Linked DNA regions of Rattus norvegicus: regions 1 and 3 are each linked to region 2. A link is a contact called in public Hi-C data. All regions are on one chromosome and are shown on one strand. The core of a region is the stretch at or near the end of the contact, and the rest is flanking DNA. Distances in the headings are between cores, read along the strand shown. Region 1 has its middle 23 kb from the start of Rpl37al2. Region 2 has its middle 54 kb from the start of Bcor. Region 3 overlaps LOC134484123 (a long non-coding RNA gene).

Region 1 (4,131 bases), core at 1,068-3,567, 130 kb before region 2:
CGGGGGAGAAAAGCTCTGCCCAGTTTCCATTCCCGCCTCCAGATTAACGAGCTGAAAACATGTGTACTGTAAATAAAGCCTGTCTAAATAAAGCACTCGGGTAAAGGCTGCCGAGAAAACACTCTGCATTGCTCTGTGCTCGGAGTGAGTCAGCTTCCCAGCCCCCACCCCCAAACAATGGAGACCTTGCCAAAGGTCCCCTTCTTTAGACCCCTGACTTTCCCCAAATCCATGTATGTGGTGGTGGTGGGGCGCCAGTACCCTGTGACTTTGGACCTTGAGAATGGGGAGGAGGAGGAGGAAGGTGTCCCCGGAGATCAAGGTTAGGATCCAGCCCTGAGATTAATGCCACCAGGAATCCCTCTGCCACCAGCTACAGAGGGCAAAGGGGCAATGCTGTCCCAGGCTAAAGAGGACCTTCACTTGTGTTTGCCCAACTCACCTCTCCTAAATCTCAGATGGAAAGAAGGTAGCCAACTACCTGAGTCACCTCCACTCCACTTCCGGCCTAGGCCCACATCCACACACCGTCTACCTGTGTGTTGAAGGCCAGGCCTCCTACTTAGACAGTGCGAGCATCAGAGCAGAGCAAACCTGCACTCGCTCGACGAAAAGCAGTCTTGGGACCCAGGGTGGCTTCCTTGCCCTGTCTTTTATGGCTGCTGCGTCTCTACCTCCTTAGGAAACGTAACAGCCTTAAAGATGAGGTGATATGAAGACCTTTGGCAAGGTGTTAACTGGTGCCCTGGCTACTGCTCTGGTATGAGCCAATGGTCCTAGTCCCCCAGCCCGATGACCTTGAGAAAGTCAGGAATCTACCCCAAAGGCTTGGGATTGCCCCACCCCTAGAGGCCAGCCCTTCATCTCAGCCTCTCAGGCTTTGGCCACCCAGCTTTGTCCTGCTAGGCTGCCTAAGGTACAGGGGGGTGAAAAAACACCAAAGGCTTCACTCGTACCCTTTGCACCCCGTTGCTCGCCCGGGGCCCCCGGCCAGTGCTCTAGCCGCCCGATGTTGCCAAATCCTCACTGGGCATGGTTGCGGGGTGAGGCTTTGGGAACATGGCTAGAGCTAGAGAAGATGAGGAAAACAAGTGAAACGGGAGGGGCGGGGTGGGGTGACGGCTCATAAATCAACCAGCTCCACCCCCAGGCCTCAAAGCTGAGGCGCCTCAGCCCGGCGGGGAAGAGGAGGGTCATTCGACCACTCCTGGACGACCTCTGAGCTTTCCCTGAGCCATCGCCCCACCCTGGGCTCAGGCCGCGTTAAGACCAGCTCCTGGCCCAGATCGTAAACCGCCCGCCGGATTCGGCGAGAAGCCGCCCTTGGACGCAGCGCTCATCCGCCCAAGGGGAAGTTTATTTATAGCTTGTAAAACGTAAAGGAAACCAGACTTCGCTAGCTTGCGGAGCCTGAGCGCCTTCGGTCCCCACCTGCCTACAAGAGGGCTCAGCAAGGGTTCTGGAAAGTGGGGTGGCTTCTAATCCTCCCCCTACTCTGCACCTAAAGACGGAACCTTCTGATGCTGCCAAGGCTTAAATTCCCTCTCAGTGTGCCTAAACGGGGAGCTTAATGCCACAGCGGGTGGAGGCCAGGGCCTGGGCCCTGCGTGGTTAGTGTAAAGAAGACTGAGCTGGCCCACTTGGCAGGCACGCACCAGCAGGCCAAGCAGCGCTGTGCGGGATTCCACAGCTTCCGCTCCCGACACGGGGAAGTCCCCGAGTGCCAGGAAGCCTTGGAGTGGGTGCTCCGGGAGCCTCTCCTTGGAAAGCAAGGATGCTGTCCCCGTTCCTTCTGCGCACGTGTCTTCAGCAGAGCAAGCAAGCGCTGTGCGCCTGGGGCTGCGATCCGCGGGTGACAGCGGTTGAGAGCGCGCCCTCTCCACTTCACACCCCCGCCGTCGCCTCCTCCCCAGGGGAAGTTCCTCGCTCCGGGGTGCGCTCGGGGCAGGAGCCAGAAAAACGAAAAGTGCCGAGAAGACGAGGACGAAAACCCTTAAAGAGCTCAACCGAGCTCTTCAAGATACCCGCGAGTCCCCATTACTCACAGCCCTGCCCCGGCAGCCCTTTCCAGTCACGCACTCAGTGCCTTGGCCAGGGAGGTAGATTGTGTGTGTGTGTGTGTGTGTGTGTGTGTGTGTGTGTGTGTGTGTGTGTGTGTGTGTGTGTGTGTGTGTGTGTGTGTGTGTGTGTGTGTACGCGCGCGCGCGCCCGATCGCCGGGACGGCAGTTGCGAAACAGGCTCTTGGCTGCAGCGCGGCATAATGGAGGTGGCTGGAACAATGCGCGCTTTGTGCGCGCGGGTTGTTTTCTACCCGCCTCACCCCCCTCGCTCGGGCCGTATGGCACTTTAATCCCTACCACGGCTAGGCACAAATGCACTTGTGTCCTGTGGGTCACTGGGGGCCGTGCGGCTGGAGCCGTCCCCACCCCTCCCCCGCGGTGCCCACGGCCCGCTGCCCGGTCTTCCTTCCTGCACCCACCTCCCCCCACCCCACCCCCGCGCGCCACCACTTCAATTCCCGGCGTGGGCTGCTCAGCCGGCTTGGAAGCTTCCGGGCCCGCCGGCCACTTTTATTTTCCAAGAAGACGGCCCTCCCCACCTCCTCGGCGAGCACGCGCGCGCGCACACACACGTGGAGCGCTGGCCTCACACTTGCCGCCCTCCCTCGCCTCGCCCCTCCCGCTCCCGCCCGGCGCTCGGGACTCCTGCGAACAATAGTAAATGTCAACAGATTCCGCGCGGCGAGTGTCTGACTCGGCCGAGATAAGAGTGCGCGGTTGGCCCTGAGCTCCGCGACACCGCGGGGGGAGGCCACCCTGACCCCAGCTGGAAAGAATCGGCTGTGATGAAGCCGGTGCCCGGGGATGGAGGACAGGAGGGGGAGAGCCCCAGCCTCGGCCAGGGTGGGAGAAGCTCCTGGACGCCAGGCCTTGCCCCACCCCCACCCCGCTTAACCCTGTGCTGCTAGGGCAGCCTAGGGGCCCGGTGAAAAGCCACGTGCTAGATGTCAGCCCACTGCTCGGATCTCAGAGGACGCAGGGAAAACGCAGATGTGGAGGTGAAGACTCGGACAGCTTTCCACCTACCGGGAGCCGGCGCCCGAAAGATGTAAAGGATCTCAGTCCTTGTCTCCTGAAACTCACTAAAATGTTTTTTGTTTTTTTTTTTTGAAGCTCACACAACACTTGCAGGTCCTCCCCCTCAATCGTCCCAACCCACCACCCGAGTTAAAAATTGATTCCCACGCGTTAGTATTAATGGGTTGTTCCTCTTAAATTGTTGCCAACTTTGCTAATGGATTATTATTTAAATTTCTTTTTTATAAAGTACGTGTTGTTTTATAGATGCGTATTTACTTAAAGAAATCAACTGCATCTATTAACATATTAAAGAGAGAATAAAGCACGGGGCCGGTGTAATGTACTGTTCAGCCTTACTTTGGGTGCTGCGAAGATAGGAAAATCTTATTTGTTTAATAATAAGTCACTCATGAATATGCAAATGACATCGTTGCAGTACCTCACTTCTGTCACTATTAATGAGTTGCAAATTAATGTGACAACAAAAGGAAAATCTATTTAGTGGAGGAACTCGGGTTCCTACCTGGGGAGATCACCAGCAGGCCTGGAACTTCCACAGTCTAGAAGGAAAGGACTGGGGATGGATGACACCTCACCAGCCTTTTCCTGAAGCTACCACTATTGTTCGGACCCCCGGACCTGCTTTGTCAGTCGCCCCTTAAAATTCCAGCTCCAGGCCAGGGGAAGAATGGTTGCTCCAGGGTAATTAGGGCCAAGTGTGATTAATGGAAATCAGCGCACAGTTTGGAATAAAGCAATTGGTGAACCAGATTGGGAAGAGAGGGAGGGGTCCTCTCTCCACCCAGTTTCAAGATTCACCCCACCCCACCCCCGAAGCCTCTACCGGCCTCTGTTGTTTGGGATGGGGACAAGTTAGGCCTCGGGGTGCTACTGACCACAGGTAGATCACAGGTACTAAGAGAGCACCCCACGCTCTTGTGCTTGGCTCTTGCGCTTGGTTTTTACAAGGCGACTTTGCTGACAGATTTAAGAGCAGATCAGTTTTTTCCTGCCAGCCTACTTCCCAGTGCTTACAGATTGAAGTCTGCT
Region 2 (4,071 bases), core at 427-2,926:
CTGTCTCTCTCTCTGTCTCTCTCTGTCTCTGTCTCTCTCTCTCTCTCTCTCTCTCTCTCTCTCTCTCTCTCTCTCTCTCTCTCACACACACACACACACACACACACACACACACACACACACACACACCAAACAAAAACCACCACTCCCAGAACTGTTGAAGTGAATGCGAAGTCTGACGCCAGGGTCAGTGGAGGGACTGTCCCCATCACCAACAAGTTGCTGGCCTTGATAACAGCTGTGGGAGGGGGAAGGGAGCCGCAGGCAGCCACGACTGAACGGTTGCGATCTAGAAAATTCAACAAGAGGCCGCCACAGTGGCGGCGGCTCCAATTAGCTGAGCCAACAGGGAAGGCAGAGAGCTAGGCAGCGGCCCTGCCGATCACGCCCCGGGCGAGCAGGCAGGAGGGGGCGCGGGGCCTCGGAGCTGCTCGCCCCGGCCGCCCTCGCTCGGCCCCTCCCGCGGGTTCTCGGAGCGCGCCTGGTGTTTACATACTGTCCTTCCGACACGGGATCAAGTTTCAGGCCGCGCTAGAGGCGCCTGGAGCGGGCCACAGGCCGGGGAGAAGGGAAGAGCTGGAGCGGGATCTAAGGCCGAGCTGTACCGCCGAGAAGGCCGGGGCGCTCGTAGTCACAGTTAGCGTAGCCCTCCCTCTTTGCTTGGGGTGAGATGTCTATCGCGTAGGGTAGCAAAGACAGGTGGAGCTGCGGAGCGCTGTCCAGAGGGAGAGGCACCTCTGAGTCGTCAGTGGAGTCCAGGGTGCACCCCGAACTGGGGGATAGGGTGGGGTGGGGGTAGGCTGTCTGAGGGGAACCCAAGGACTGCTTTGAATCCCCCTGTGATCGCTTCACTCCTCCCCTAAACTCCTTTGATAGACTACCGGATCCAGACTGTTGTTATGGTTGTGGTGGTGGTGGTGGTGGTGGTGGTGGTGGGGTGTCTATGGACTGCAAAAACTCAAAATTCGAAGCGACCACTCGTCTTTCCTTGCCCACACTGGCCCCAGCGCTGCGGAAAGCCTCGGGCGAAGTGCCCGAGGGCCTGGCAGCCCGAGGGTGCCCGGCGCTGTCAAGTGTGGGCAAGTGATCTCCAGCTGCAGACACACTGTAAACATCCGCGTGTGAGCCCTCCTAGCTCAGGGTGAGAACCTAACCCAAACACAAGTGTCCTCTCGGGCTTCCCGAGAGATTTCTGTGGCAGGAACTGAGGACAGAAAGCCCCCCACCCTCACACCAGGACACCTGCATTCAAAAAAGAGTGCTCTGAACCTGCACAGGCGCCAGGTGCTGCTAGGAGGGGATACTCAGCCTGCCCCCCTACCCGCTGAATACTTGCTTTGTTCCGGGAAACCCGGGAAGCATTAGGCTGCTAACCCCCAGGGAAACACAAAACTTTTCGAATCTCAGAAAGGGCGGTTGAATGCATTTCGAAGTTCCCAGATCGGTCAAGGAAGGGAAAAGCAGATGGAGGGAGGAGATCGGGAGACTTCCGAGAGAGGCCAACAGACAGTGTGGGAGGAAAACCGCTCAGGGTGACCAGGCCGGAGTCTCGGGAACTCAACTCGGCGTGCTGGTGCTTCGCGAGTTCCAGCGAACAGCCGGCTAGGCCAAGTGGTGCCTGCCCAGCCGGCGGCCGCGCCAGCTTCCTGCCCTGCCCAGGACCGCAGAGCAGTCAGGGACGCCACCTCTGGCTGGCTTGGTATCGCAGGAGGATGAGGGTGTACAAATAAACCCCGAATCTCTCTCTCTGCACAGCGCCCCACCCCCATCTTCCGCAACACAGTGGATCCAGGCCAATCGGTGGGTCATTCATTTTGGGTTTTCAACCTGGGGTGAAAGGGAAAGGTTCAGTGAGCTAGCCATTACGGTTGGGTCAGTCTGAGATATCTTAGGTCTCATTCGTTGACTGCCTGGCCCCTCAACTCCCACTCCACCCAACCCCATCCCTATCTCCACCTAGCTGAGGGTACCACTAGCTTAGCGATATAAGGGATACAGGCAAAAAGACGAATGGAGGTAAATTTGCCACCTTTCTCCTGACTGCCACCTCTCACTTAGCCTTCCCAGCATTCAAGGAAAGGGAGGGCACCTAGGCTCTGTCCCATCCCCCGTGGGACGCTCCCCTCTGCCTCTCGGAAGCTCAGACTGCGAACGAGGGTTTTCCCCCTTCCCCGTGGGCTCGCAAGGTTTTTAACTTCCTCTAAACCTCCCTCCTCGCTCTGAAAAGCCCCGAGGAGAAGAGCAGAGAGGAAGCAAGCCGCTAGTGTGCTAAATGAAGACCATGTGTGAGGGTGGCGGCATCAGAGTGCCGCGGCCGAGGAAGGGGGTGGTGAAGGCCGGTGTGCGGCCCACGGCTGGCTCCAGGTTGAGGCAGCTAGCGACTGGCCACGGATAAGTGTGAGTGTGTGTGTGTGTGTGTGTGTGTGTGTGTGTGTGTGTGTGAGAGAGAGAGAGAGAGAGAGTGTGAGAGTGTGTGTGTGTGTGTGTGTGTGTGTGTGTGTGTGTGTGTGTGTGTGTGTGTGTGTGTGCGCGCGCGCTTGGTGGACAGGAGCTGCCGCGCCGCTGGGGGCGGGGGCGGGGGCGGAGCCCTGACTTCCTGGGCCACAGCTGCGACCCAGGGCGCAAGAGCAATCGTGCTCAGCGGCGGCGGTGGCTCGGGCCCGCCACGCTCGCAGCTGAAAATCAACAAAGGGAGGCGGCAGGCGAGCGGGGGAGGGGCGCGGCTGAACGCTCGCTGGCTGCTGTGGAATAATAAAAAATAATTAATAATGATAATAAGAGAAAAAAATTCGCCGGCTTTCTGGGCACTAGGTTTCCGTGGGACTGCTGCGGGAGGCGCGCTGTCCTTGACGCGGCCTCTCTCGCCTGGTCTGCCTGCCCCTCCCCCTCCCTCGCCCCCTCCCCTTCCTGGGAACCGGGAAGAGAAAGGTCTGCAGCTGACAAATATTATCCATTCTCCCCATCGATCGCGGAGTGTACAGATGTGAGCGCTTGATGTGCCCGCGGAGCGGCGGATCCTCCCTGCTCTCTCGCCGCCCCCCTCCTCCCCCTTTGTTCTCCTCCCCTTTCCCTCTCTTTAAATAGATTTCAGGGCGCTGCCTGTTGGAGAGCAGCTGGCGATCTCTCCAGAGAGAGAGAGAGAGAGAGAGAGAGAGAGAGAGAGAGAGAGAGAGAGAGAGAGAGAGAGAGAGAGAAGCGCGAGGTGCCCTGTCACCACCCTCCCCTCCCCCACCTGCCCTTCCCGCTGCGAGCCCACCTCCCCTTTTTCCAGTTTCCAAAACAGAAAACACCAGGAACACCCACGTCCACTGCATCGCGAACCTCGAAGCTTTTGGACGCTTTGCGCTGTCCCTGCGCTGTCCCTTGTTTCTGTGAGGAAAGGAGGAAAGCGCAGGGAGGTTACATAGCGCCATGGCAGAAGATCCAAGGGTCGAGATCTTTCCTCGGCAGCAGCAGGGACAGTGCCGGGTTACGCTGAGAGGGTACAGTTTACCCGTTAGGGATAGTCGGACAAGGCAGCCCCTTTATTCCCCTTTTGCAAATGGCAGATTAAGCCCTCAGCGCTCGGCTTCAAAGGGCCCCGGCCGCTCCGCAAAGGGTTAACCCTTCGGCCCATAATCGCAGACACGCACTCACACTCACACGCGCGCACGGTGCGCCCTCCCCGCTCGCCGGAGAGCTGGCCACGGCCCGCAGTGCACCCGAAGCTGGGGGAGTAGCTTGGGGGAGGGGCGGGCTTAACCAGGCCGCTCGAGTGAGCCGGGGCCACCTCGCCGTCTGTCACTTAAATGATTGTCCTCCGCTCCGCTCAGTGCGGTCAGTACGGGCTGTTAACAGGCAGTTGCAATCAGTTTCCGAAAGGTCAGCCAAGGTCCTCCCGCTCTCGCAGACGGAAGGCATTACGAAACCGCTTTTGTATCTGCAGTCACTTTAGAAAACGAAGCAAGGAGGGGCTTCACCCCAGCGCCTCCGCTGCTAGGAGCCCTGAGAGGGTCGTGGGCGTCAGGGAGAGGGAGCCTGCGCCCCCGCGGACTGGGCTGGGCACGGAGGAAATCACCGGCCAAGTGACCT
Region 3 (4,497 bases), core at 1,471-3,970, 190 kb after region 2:
TTTACCAAGATAGAAAGGATGACTCATTCATCCATTAAAAAAAAAAAAAAGCCCACGAACTATGTGGAGATGGGGAAGATCTGAAAGTCTGCTTTCCTAACACCAGAACCTAACCCTTGATCCCAATTCCTGCCCTGAATCACGTAGAGAGAAACCAGCCCCATTCCCTACCCAGAGGCAAGCAACTCAGCAGTGGATTTTTGCTTCCTTGTGATTAAGAGGTTGCCCTGGCCTTCCAGGCCTCCACTTCTGTATCCCAAGCTCCCCTGCCCCACAGCTGGGGTAACTCGAGGCCAGGTGTGGGACTCAGGCATTTCCTCTTAAGGGACTTACAGAGCCACACCCAGGAAAGCTCTGGGGGAGACAATGGATGAACTCTCCTCTTTCTTCTTGTTTCTCTTCTTCCCCAATCCTCTTTCTCCCTTCTCTCTCTCCCTACTTTCCTCTTGCTCCTACTCTTCCTCTTTTTCCTCCTCCTCCCTCTCTTCAACTTCACTGTTCATTTCATGTACAGTGTTTTTACACTGCCTCCTGAGGGACCACGAACACTTCCAAGGAGCCTTCTCGGAGGCTGGCTCCCTGGTCGGAAGAGACTGAAGGGTGCTTCTTAAATGGGGTCTAGTAGTTGAATGATCATAGTTGATTGAATTATAACCCCAAATAGACATATCATTCACATCAGGCTACAGTGTTCCAGGCTCTGTTGGGAAGAGAGAACAAGGTGGTTCTCCTTAGGTGGTTGCCCTTTCAACCCACTCATTCATTTAGTCATTCATTCATCCATCCAGCAGATCCTTATTGAGCAGCTACCAGGCTCTAGGTTCTGCTCTAGGTAACAGGAAGGAAGTCAGGTGGGATCTCTGTCATTTGGGGCTTGTGTTCCCTGGTTTCCTAGTCCTCTAGGTAAGCTACCTTGAGGTAAGCAGCCATGATTTCCTTGCACAGGTATTCCTGAGTTTATAATGGAGCTACATTGAGGTAACGCCAACCTAAATTGAAAATAGTCCAAGTTAAAAGTTTAGTGCAGGGGCTGGTGAGATGGCTCAGCAGTTAAGAGGACTGGCTGCTCTTCTTCAGAGGATCTAGGTTCAATTCCCAGCATCCCCACAGCAACTCTAACTGCCTGTAGCTACAATTCCAGGGGATCTGGCACCTTCAAAGACACATGGAGGCAAAACACCAATGCACATAAAATAAATCTTTTTTTAAAAAAGTTCAGTTGCTTGACTAACATGATCAAAGTCCTGAGTTTGAGTCCCAGCACTGTATAAATGAGGCATGGAGTCATGTTTTAATCTCAACAATTGGGAGGTAGGAGCTGGAGGATCAGAAGTTCGAGGCTGGCTACTGCTCTAGTTGGTTTTCTGTTGCTGTGATAGACACAATGATCAAAAGCAACCTGTGGAGAAAGGAGTTCATTTAATTGTCCAGTTGATCATCTGTAATGAAGGGAAGTCAGTGCAGGAACCCGGAAGTATGGACCAAAGCTGAACTCATGTAGAAACACTGCCTACTGTCTTGTTCCCCACAGTTTACTCAGCTCCCGTCATATATAACCAAGGATCATCTGTCCAGGTGTCTAGGTGGCATTGCCAATAGTGGATCGGGCTCTCTCACATCAATCACCAATTAAGAAAATGACCCCACAGACTGGTTACCAGCCAATCTTCATGGAGGTCTCTTTTCAGTTGTGGTTTCATCTTTTCAGATGATTCTAGCTTGTGCCTTGTTGACAAAATCTAACTAGTACACTTACACAGTTAGTTTAAGAGTCCGAGGCAAGCCTGCGATACACCAGATCTTGTCTCATAACAACAAAAATAACACTGACAAACCATCTTACCTACGGCCTATTCTAGCTCAGCCCACCCTGTCCTAACACATTAGCCTAGAGCTGGGCAAAATCCTTGTACAAAAAGCCTAGTCTATGAGAAACCATGGATGATCTTATGGACTTTCTTAAGGCAGAAAGTCCAAATTCAACAATTGAAGCTCACTGTAGCCATATATGCCTATAAACTAGTACTCCCATGGCAGGAAATTGTCAAGAGTTTGAGGCCAACCTAGGCTATATAATGAGACTTTGTCCTAAGAAAAACCCTAAGCCCCCTAGTTAGACATCTAAAGTACTATTTCTGCCGAGTGCATATAGCTTGTAATATTATTTTTAAAATTATGCACAAAGACTGTCTGCAGTTCAATCTCCAACCTCAAAAATGTTTCATAGATCTTAGCAGAAAGGCCGTAGGAGTGGATGGATGAATCATCGGGGCTCTGGCATTAATGCTTCGTCATCTCAGAGGTCTTATCACTTTGTCAGGACCTGGTGTTAAAGGCAGGTGACCCTGGGAGGGACTGTGTGCTGTGAGAAACAAAGATGACAGCTCTTTTGAAGGTCCAGGAAGGAATGTCAATGCTTAAGGGAAAGGCTTGGAGGTGACTCTTTAAGGAAAACCAGCAGGCCCTGAGCAGCTGGGGGACATGTCCTAGAGGAACAGGAACAGGAATGCAAGACTTTCTGGTGCCTTCCCCTGCATAGTTTTGATGATATCGCTCGCTGGGAGAAAGGCTCTGGCAGAAGAAAGAGCTCCAGGTAGTTCTTAGAACAAACTCTCATTCTTAAACTGAACTGCACCTGGCAGAGAATTGGGGCCCTGGAGCTAACTCCACCCTCAACAGTCATCACTAGCTAGGTTACTTCAGGCCAACAATTAACTGCCCTGTGCCTCACTTTCTGTAACCCAGGCCTGGATGATGACCTCAGAGGCCTGCCATGAAGATCATGTGAGTTAGGTGGAGTTAAAGGGCAAAAAAAAAAAAAAGAAAAGAAAAAGAGAAAAGAAAAAAAAAGTGATCCCTATTAAAGTTCACTAGGCCAAGCTTGTGTTCAGAACTCTTACTGTACCTACAGGGACCTCGGCAATGGGGTACAGGGGTGTCTTAGAGTGTGGAGACAAATTAGGTTCAAGTCTGAATGATCCACGGGGAAGTAGGCTTTACCGGCAGGAAGTGAGGTCGGAAAAGAACTAGGAGGTGGTTTCAGGCATAAGGGGGAATCTGGATACACAAAGTTAAAAGGATTCTTGCTAATGATGGTCCAGAGTAATCAGACAGCATTGGAGAAATGGTAAAAAATGAGAGTACCTTCTGATACTGAGGAATGTAAGATACCGAGGTTGGAAACCCCCCCGCCCCCCGTGTTAGGGATAGAGCCTGGGACCTGTGTGTCCTAGGCACTGCTTTGTGGTTATCTTACACTTCCAGACCAAAGGGTGGGGTGTTTCTCAGTCCATTTTATAAACAAGTACAGAGATAGGCTGAGGAGAAGGTTCAGGAGGCTGACTCCAGTTTGGTGAAGCCAAGAATCCTCTCTACCATTCCTCTGTGAGGTCTCCAGACCATCTGTTTCACCAAGGAACTCATTAGAAATACACATTTTCGGGCCGGAGAGGTGGCTCAGTGGTTAAGAGCACTGACTGCTCTTCCAGAGGTCCTGAGTTCAAATCCCAGCAACCACATGGTGGCTCACAACCATCTGTAATGGGATCTGTCGCCCTCTTCTGGTGTGTCTGAGGACAGCTACAGTGTACTCACATACATTAATTAAATAAATAAGGTCCCGAGCTCCGGTGTGACAACATGAAACTGCTCACCTACAATCTCCTCAGCTCGCATGTGCAGGGCGTGGGCACGAGTGGCTTCCCTCGGCCACCGAGGTCCGCATCAACCCTGTGGAGTTCAACCCCAAAGTGGAGTAGGCAGCGCTTGTGCAGGCAGCAGACACCACGGACACCTTAAACTTGGCCGAGGTACCCAAAGAACTGACTGAAGGCTATGAGCAGGACGAGATGTTTTTGAGGAAGATGCACTGCATGTTGCTTGAGGTTGATGTACTCGAGGACACCCTGCAAAGCCCAGAATCTGGTCATCTTTTCCCCATCAGCTGCGGGATCCCCAATATGCTATTGAATAATGAGGAGACTGAGATGTAACCTTGTTAGCTACCTTTTTGGTATTTTGTGATCATGTGTGTATCTGTTGTATGGTCTGTTAACTAGAAGTGTCATGTGTGACCCCAAACTCCCCCCAATGACTCACCGACCACCGTGTACTTGAGCTCCATAATATATAAACCAAAAGCGGAAAAAAATAAATCTTAAAAAAAAAAAAAAGAAATACACATTTTCAGGACTGGAGGTGTAGCTCAGTGGTAGAGCACTTGCCTACCACGATGTGCAAGACTCTGAGATCCTCCATAGTCCTGAGCAAAATTCCCACCATGGAACAAACTAACAAACAGCTACTAAAAGCCAAACTCCCAGGCTTGCTGTTTGCAAAGACCAGCTCTGTGACAAGCCTTCTATGGGGTTCTGACGCCAGCTCATGTGTGAGGAATGCTATTGCCACCTTAGCTCCCGGAAACAATCCTTTGGAAATAAATTTCTATCCCCTAGCCTGTTGAGGGGTCTCAGGACCACTCCGTGTAGATTCTCGGGA

The links. Hi-C and Micro-C count contacts between places; a contact is called where the count stands out from the background.
Region 1: a contact with region 2 is called in a Hi-C map of liver, with 5 times the contacts expected there. The contact joins two enhancer-like sites. A contact is called at or near these places in 6 of 12 Hi-C or Micro-C datasets (hepatocytes, kidney, liver and 3 more).
Region 3: a contact with region 2 is called in a Hi-C map of hepatocytes, with 2.4 times the contacts expected there. The contact joins two enhancer-like sites. A contact is called at or near these places in 2 of 12 Hi-C or Micro-C datasets (hepatocytes and liver).

What each region holds. Positions count from the first base shown.
Region 1 is chrX:13,436,442-13,440,572 of GRCr8, reverse strand. No RefSeq gene overlaps it. Among named protein-coding and RNA genes, the nearest start is that of Rpl37al2, 23 kb to the left of the region's middle. Within about 2 kb of position 2,317, at least 46 of the 93 cell types and tissues checked have an H3K27ac peak or open chromatin away from gene starts, as enhancers often do. A contact at or near this core is called in liver, where this site is marked.
Region 2 is chrX:13,304,571-13,308,641 of GRCr8, reverse strand. It overlaps a transcript of Bcor not described here. Among named protein-coding and RNA genes, the nearest start is that of Bcor, 54 kb to the left of the region's middle. Within about 2 kb of position 1,676, at least 30 of the 93 cell types and tissues checked have an H3K27ac peak or open chromatin away from gene starts, as enhancers often do. A contact at or near this core is called in hepatocytes and liver, where this site is marked.
Region 3 is chrX:13,115,049-13,119,545 of GRCr8, reverse strand. All of the region lies in intron 1 of LOC134484123 (a long non-coding RNA gene), which reads left to right. It also overlaps the pseudogene Trmt112-ps3. Among named protein-coding and RNA genes, the nearest start is that of Atp6ap2, 230 kb to the right of the region's middle. Within about 2 kb of position 2,720, at least 5 of the 93 cell types and tissues checked have an H3K27ac peak or open chromatin away from gene starts, as enhancers often do. A contact at or near this core is called in hepatocytes, where this site is marked.